Linked DNA regions of Danio rerio: region 2 is linked to region 1. Evidence: chromatin contacts called from public HiChIP or PLAC-seq data. All regions are on one chromosome and are shown on one strand. Each heading gives the region's core, a stretch centred on a gene start, on an enhancer-like site or on the middle of the called end of the contact. The rest is flanking DNA. Distances are from core to core; before and after follow the strand shown. Region 1 holds the start of slc47a4 (solute carrier family 47 member 4). Region 2 holds the start of si:dkey-243i1.1.

The links. HiChIP or PLAC-seq counts read pairs in DNA pulled down with a chosen protein or histone mark.
Region 2: a contact with region 1 is called in an H3K4me3 HiChIP or PLAC-seq map of embryo, with 2.9 times the contacts expected there. The contact joins the promoter of si:dkey-243i1.1 here to the promoter of slc47a4 in region 1. A contact is called at or near these places in 3 of 18 Hi-C or Micro-C datasets (caudal fin, hematopoietic stem cells and an unstated tissue) and 2 of 4 datasets of contacts at active chromatin or transcription factors (caudal fin and embryo).

The regions. Positions count from the first base shown.
Region 1 is chr15:29,115,018-29,118,486 of GRCz12tu, reverse strand. slc47a4 (solute carrier family 47 member 4) reads left to right here and starts at 1,603. Exons shown (of 17, transcript NM_001302254.1): 1 at 1,603-1,743. The coding sequence starts at 1,603.
Region 2 is chr15:29,382,916-29,386,182 of GRCz12tu, reverse strand. si:dkey-243i1.1 reads left to right here and starts at 1,874. Exons shown (of 18, transcript XM_073923780.1): 1 at 1,874-1,979; 2 at 2,205-2,301; 3 at 2,876-3,267. The coding sequence starts at 2,215.

The DNA.
Region 1 (3,469 bases), core at 354-2,853:
CATTCCCCATGTCCCCATTTTTCAAAAGGCTTATAACTCATACAGAATGTGTTTTATTTCTTTCAGAAGTTAAAAATGCACAGAGATTCATGTGAGAGTTTAGTTTAAGAATAAGGTTGGGGTAGCATGACAGAAAAAAAAACATTTATACAAACGCAATCTCACAGCAATTCGGAACTTTTTTATTTAGTGGGTAATTCGTACAATTTAGTACGATTTGCTCATCACCCAATGACGGTGGGGTTAGGTGCCACATCTCCTTTTTAAAATCGTACATTTTCATACAATTGAACTCGTACGAATTTGTACGAATTAGCCACTAAACTTGCAAACCGTAAAATACTTACGTTTCCTTGTGAGAACAGGCTGGCTGTTTACACAGTATAAACAGAATGAAAACCTATCGAATGTCCCCACAAATCACAAAACAAATGTGTGTGAGTGTGAAAGAGTAATGAAAAGCTTTTTTCAAACATAAAAACAAGTGCAAAGCAATTTTACACTACACTGTGAAAAATGGCAGTGATTTCTACGGTAAAAAACTGTAAAACTGCTACCGTACAAATCCGTTAACTGGTTAATGGTATGTTTCCTTAATATATATGGCGAATAACTTGACTTTAAAAATTGACTATTGTAAATTGACTTTCCTAGAATTCCCTGCATGGCACATGAATTTTTATGCATTTTGTTTACATTAATATGGATCTTTTTAGTTGTTTCCCCATCAGTTATGTACATTAGAGATTTATGTTACATCTAATGTTGATAAACAATGTTTATTTCATGTCTTTAATTTTATGCGTGTTACCACACTGGTGTTTTGTAGCTGTGTGGATGACACTGAGCACCTTTTATATGCTGATACTCTTTTCTGCTTGTGGGAGAAGTTGATTGTGATGAGCATTGGCTCATTATGTAACTTTCTCATCACCACCTGCATGTGGGTGTGCTAACGTGTCTAACTGTGTAACAAAAGATGTGTAGATGTAGGTCATTCCAAATACAGACATATTACCTCTATAAATTAATAAAATACGGTAGTTTACTGTAAAAATTAGAAATTACTTTTACGGTTTGTACTGTGTTTTTAACGGTAAAGTACTGGTAACCACAGCTGCTGTTTTTTTTACCGTAAATTTTACGGATTCATTTTTTACAGTGTATAATTGTATTACAATTTTACAATTTGACCATGATTTCCAGCAGACACCCTCTAAAATGTCATTCAGTTTAACATTTTTACACACCCCTAACATTTTCTCACTATATCCACAACTTATCATTACTCTAATGTACTTTTACATCCCATACATCCTGTCATTAATCAACTCAAACTGTATCTTGAAAACAACTGATTGATCTCAAGAAACAATCAATCGTCCCACAATGCAACTTTCTGCCAGGACTGCAAACATCCTCCTCCCATCCTGTGGATTAAATCAAAGCGTCATTGTCTTCACCTCGGTTAATCGGTAAGCCTTCAAAGGTGCTGAATTTGGACCTGGGGAACGAACAGCTGTAGAAGGGCCCCTCGCAGTCTATGAAGCAACACACGGGCCCCTGACAGTGACTTGGAGGATCAGCGCTGAGAAGAAGATCATGGACGTCTCCAGTCCTGGAACTGACAATTTGTCAATGGAGCCCAGCGCCAAGCTGTTTTGCTGTGGTTTCATGAGGCGTTGCATCCCTCTGGTGTATCGAGAGGAGCTGTACCACATCCTGCGCATGACGGGACCCCTGGTGAGGCTTCAGTCGCATTCACTTCATGATAATATGCTACGCTTGTCCTGTGTGAAAACTGAGCGCCACGAGAGAAATGTAGTGGCTTTGTGTGTTTGTGTGTAGTTTTTCTACATGCATGTCTGTTTGAATGCAAATTAATCCCAGGTGATTGGATATTTGATTGTTAAATGCTTGCGTAATCTTACATGATATGCCTTCAGTCTTGCGTGCAACAAAAACCATAGTAAAATATGTCTTTTATGAGATTTTCAAAGTAAATCAGTCAAGGTGCATAATAAAAATTTGACTTGTGTGGCTAGTTTTAATGTTATTTTAACTTAATTTAGTAAGATAATTAAGTTATAGAGATTTTAACCTGACATTAAAATTGACAAAGTCAGTACATCACTTGAATAGTTAACTTGATTCAACTTTTGTTTAATGCAGCAACAAATCTGTCCACTTTTACTGTGTAATTAGTTACAAATGAAATTCCCTTATGTTGGAGTGAAAGGAGAACAAACTTATGCAGGGTTACAGTAGATGCACAGTAGCACACATGGGTTACACAACATTTCTACATATTCTTGCAAAACAAAGCGTACTATATCAGCCATAAGTTGTCTTTTCAAATATGTGATACTGGACCACAGTCTTATTTTACAAAAATACTTTTTCCCAATAGCCAAAAATGGGCCAAAATTACAGATTTATCTTTTACCCCAAAAACCATTAGAATATTAAATATTGACTATGTTCTATGTTTTTTAAGGCTTAACTAGGTTAATGAGATGAACTAGGCAGGTTAGGGTAACTACCTTTTCTAGCTTAAAGGGGCTAATAATTTTGACCTTAAAATAGTTTTTTAAAAAATATTTTAAAAATGCTTTTATTCTAGCTGAAATAAAACAAATAAGACTTTCTCTAGAGGAAAAAGTATTATCAGACAAACTGTGAAAATGTCCTTGCTCTGTTAAACATCATTTGGGAAATATTTAAAAAAGAAAACAAAAAAATCAAAGGAGGTTTAATAATTCTGATTTCAACTGTATAAAAATCAATTTCAAGTAATGACACTTATACACACTTAGGGAAAAAATTAAGCCAAAGATCAAATATCTTTTGAAAATATTGCTGTAAATTTAACAATAGCAAAAGTACACTTCTGACTGAAAATAATTTTTCATCCGAGATTTTAGTGTATGTAAATATTGAGGCAAATCTGCTATTATTTTAATCCCCAGACTCTTATTTAGCATTTTAGACAGTTCTTTAATGCCTTAAATGTCACCCCACATTTTAAGTCCACACTTTTTATTGTGAATTACACAGTATTTAACTGTAAATTCAATAGCATTTTACTGTAGGACGGTTATGCAGTATATTACTGTATTTTAAAGTTGAATTGTGAAAATTCCTGTATATTTTACAGTAAAAAATGCATAAAGTTCTGTAAATATATATACAGCCATTTAAATGGTGATGTAAATGTAGTTACATATTTTTTTTGTAATAGATTTACAGTAAGTTACTGGTAAACTGCTGCCTGTAATAACTGTAAATTCATCAGGAAATTGATAACAATGTAGATAATATACTGTATGCAGATTCCAGTTATAGTTTGTCAAGTTCAGGTTTAGACACTTTAATTTACTAAAAGATGCTGATAGATAAGGGGTTAATAGTTCACTAACTAGCAATAGACACTAACTAGTTTGATATTTCAATTATGCATAAAAATGTA
Region 2 (3,267 bases), core at 625-3,124, 270 kb before region 1:
AAAAATATGAAGTAAAAAATTATTTACTGTCATCATGGCAAAGATAAAATAAATCAGTTATTAGAAATAAGTTATTAAAACTATTATGTTTAGAAATGTGCTGAAACAATCTTCCCTCCATTAAACAGAAATTGGGGAAAAAAATAAACAGGGGCGCTTATAATTCAGGGGGGCTAATAATTCTGACTTCAACTGTATATATATATATATGAACAAATTGGTGCAAAGACTATAAATATATATATATATATATATATATATATATATATATATATATATATATATTAAACAAGTACAATATGTACAGATGAAAAAAATATATAGCTGTATTACACGTATTTCTTTGATGCATGTTATCGTGTTCATAGAACTTCCATTGTATTCACCAGCAAAATGATACATTTTTAATTTGTACATTTTCATAACTTTTCAAGCTTAAAATCAATGATGACTTTAAAATTGAATCTCACAGTAGTCTGAATAATTTGTATAAATAAATAGATATTTTCTCTTTAAAAAAAAGAACCACGAATAGATTAACAATTTAAAATTTAGAAGTAAAGCAAAAATGTTACATTTTCTTAAATTTAATTCAATTAAAAAAATGTAAATTTTCTTCAATTTCATTTATTTACAAAACAACAAAAAGCTATTTTCCCCTTTAGCAACACAATGCTAAAATACTAAATTTAACTTTCACTTTTTAATCACTAAAGAAAATATTTGAATGATTCGTTAAATGAAATATTTGTATTAAAAAAAGATATGTATATATATATATATATATATATATATATATATATATATATATATATATATATATATATATATATATATATATATATATATATATTCTGAGACCCCGCCCATTGATTTGTGTCCTCTGTGGTGGAAATTGCGCACATTTTGTGGGAAGGAGAGAGGTATGTAAAAATGTAGCTTTTTAAATGTTTTATTATTATCACGTATATTTTTGTCTATTAAAGTGTCAGGAACAATACATTTAGCTTTCAAAGCTGTTAACTTGTTTGTGTTTCAAAATATCATCCTTTTTTAAATGTCCACTACAGTGGACACCAGGTCCATCTTAATGTAATTAATGACTGCATGTTGTAGGGGGCAGAACTGAAGCAGAGAGGATTGTTCATAAGATAGAGGGAGAATCTGATTTAGAGTCTGACAATTAGACAATTAAAGAATTAGAGACCATTAGAGAATAAAAATCAGTTTTAGATCACTTTTATATTGAATTTGTTTTGGATTAACATCACTTCTTTTTCTTCTTTTTTGAGTTTGGCTCTCTTTCAGACTAAACTGTTTCAGAAATTTCAATACAAAAGGGAAACATGGCTTTTGTGTTGTTTTTGTTACATTAATATTGGATTAATATTCCTTTACAGCTATATCCCGTACAGTTTTGTTATCTGAGTGGTGGTCGTTTCGAATTAAAATGGTTCTGTGGTCCACTACAGTGCTGTAAAATATTCAAAATAAAAACAAAATGTAAAAACTCTAAATTGTAGATTGTTTTTACCCAAAGGATGTAGGAAATCACAGAAAAAAAGTCTCAGGATATATATATATATATATATATATATATATATATATATATATATATATATATATATATATATATATATATATATATATATATATATATATATATATATATATATATATATATATATATATTTTTTTTTTTTTTTTTTTTTTTTTTTTTTTTGCTAAAATATCACCCCACCCTTTCTTAATCCAAAATATATTTTAACAAATTCAACCTCTGGTTTACTCATGTAACACCGAAGTGCAAGTAGCAACTCAAACCGAAAGAGGGCGACAGCCCGCCTGAACTTACTTGTAACCGCAGACCGTCAATCACGAAGAAGTGTTTTGTTGTCATGGCGGTGTTTTAAACCGCCTAACACCTACACACAAATCTCCAATTTATATAATTTCTTCTCAACTAACGTGTCGTCATGGTAAAATTCACCACGGATTTATTTGTCGTTGGCCTGTTAACTATGGGTTTATATGGGATAGATCAATCGCTTTTTCTGTAATCGATCGTATCCGTCAGTAGAGAATCAGTTAAGCTACTCTGAGGAGGATTACTCAAATTGGATTTGCAACTAGCCGAATGACTTACTTCTATCAATACAGTACACAAAAGAAGATTTCATTAGGATGATTTCTGATTTCCATAGGGCTTCTACTATGACAACTGCCGATCTGGGCTCTTTGAACCGTCAATGGATTAAAAAAGGCTCTTCTGTGTCTCAGATTGCTGGTCTGCAAACACAGGTAACTTGCTTACAAATTTCACAAAGTACAAGTTTATTATAACTTTACATTTGCTAATAAACACTGCATGCACTTTAACGTACTGTATGCAGTAACTGTTAGTCTACATCTGAAGAGGATCAAAGCCTGTCATTAAAATGCTCCTAAACCTAACGAACACACCACCCATTCTTGCCACATTGAGGTAAAGTTGGTTTTAGTTTACCTCGCTAACGTTACTTTGATTATACGGTCTGAAATCGCATGTAAGTGTGTCTTCAAAACAATATTAGCACTTTTTAATTGACTGTGAACAGTGCTGTTCTTTGATAGTCATTAGCTGTTAAGTTACTATGATTTCCCTATTTAGAGTTAGCAAAGAATACTTTTCTGACATTATATTGTCAAGGAGAAGGTCTGAATGTGCAAATATAAAAGCAACTTTACCTCAATTTCTTTTGTTAGGACAATTGTGAAAGTTTTTGATCCACTTCAAATGTTGATTAGTGTGTTTAACTGCAACTGTAGAATATACTCCACAAGATGCTGATATTAATAAATCAGCCTCTCTTTCATTCTCATCTTGTTATCACAGCTTCAGTTCAATAGTGCAGTGTTACCCAGTGTCCTGAACCGAGCCACCCGAGTGGGACCCCCTTCTCCCATCGTGATAGAGAAACTTCTCCCCCATACAGAGAGGCAGGATGATATGGAAAGCTGCAGCAGCTCCTTACGGCTCTCAGTCCTGTCAGAAGAGCGCCTGCAGGCTGCTGTCAGACTCGCCAAGAGAGATCTGCAAAGAAAACGGCAGGAATCCATCAACCGTTCATCCCTCGAACAAGAAGAAACACAGGAGATTATTATCCCTGAAAGAACCAACACAGATAACGTTCCTCGTGTGGTTTCCCCAAAGATGGCTGGTACAAGGAAGCAAATAAAAACTGGCGCTCATGTGCTTGTTTATACTCCTCAGAAGCCCAACAGCCC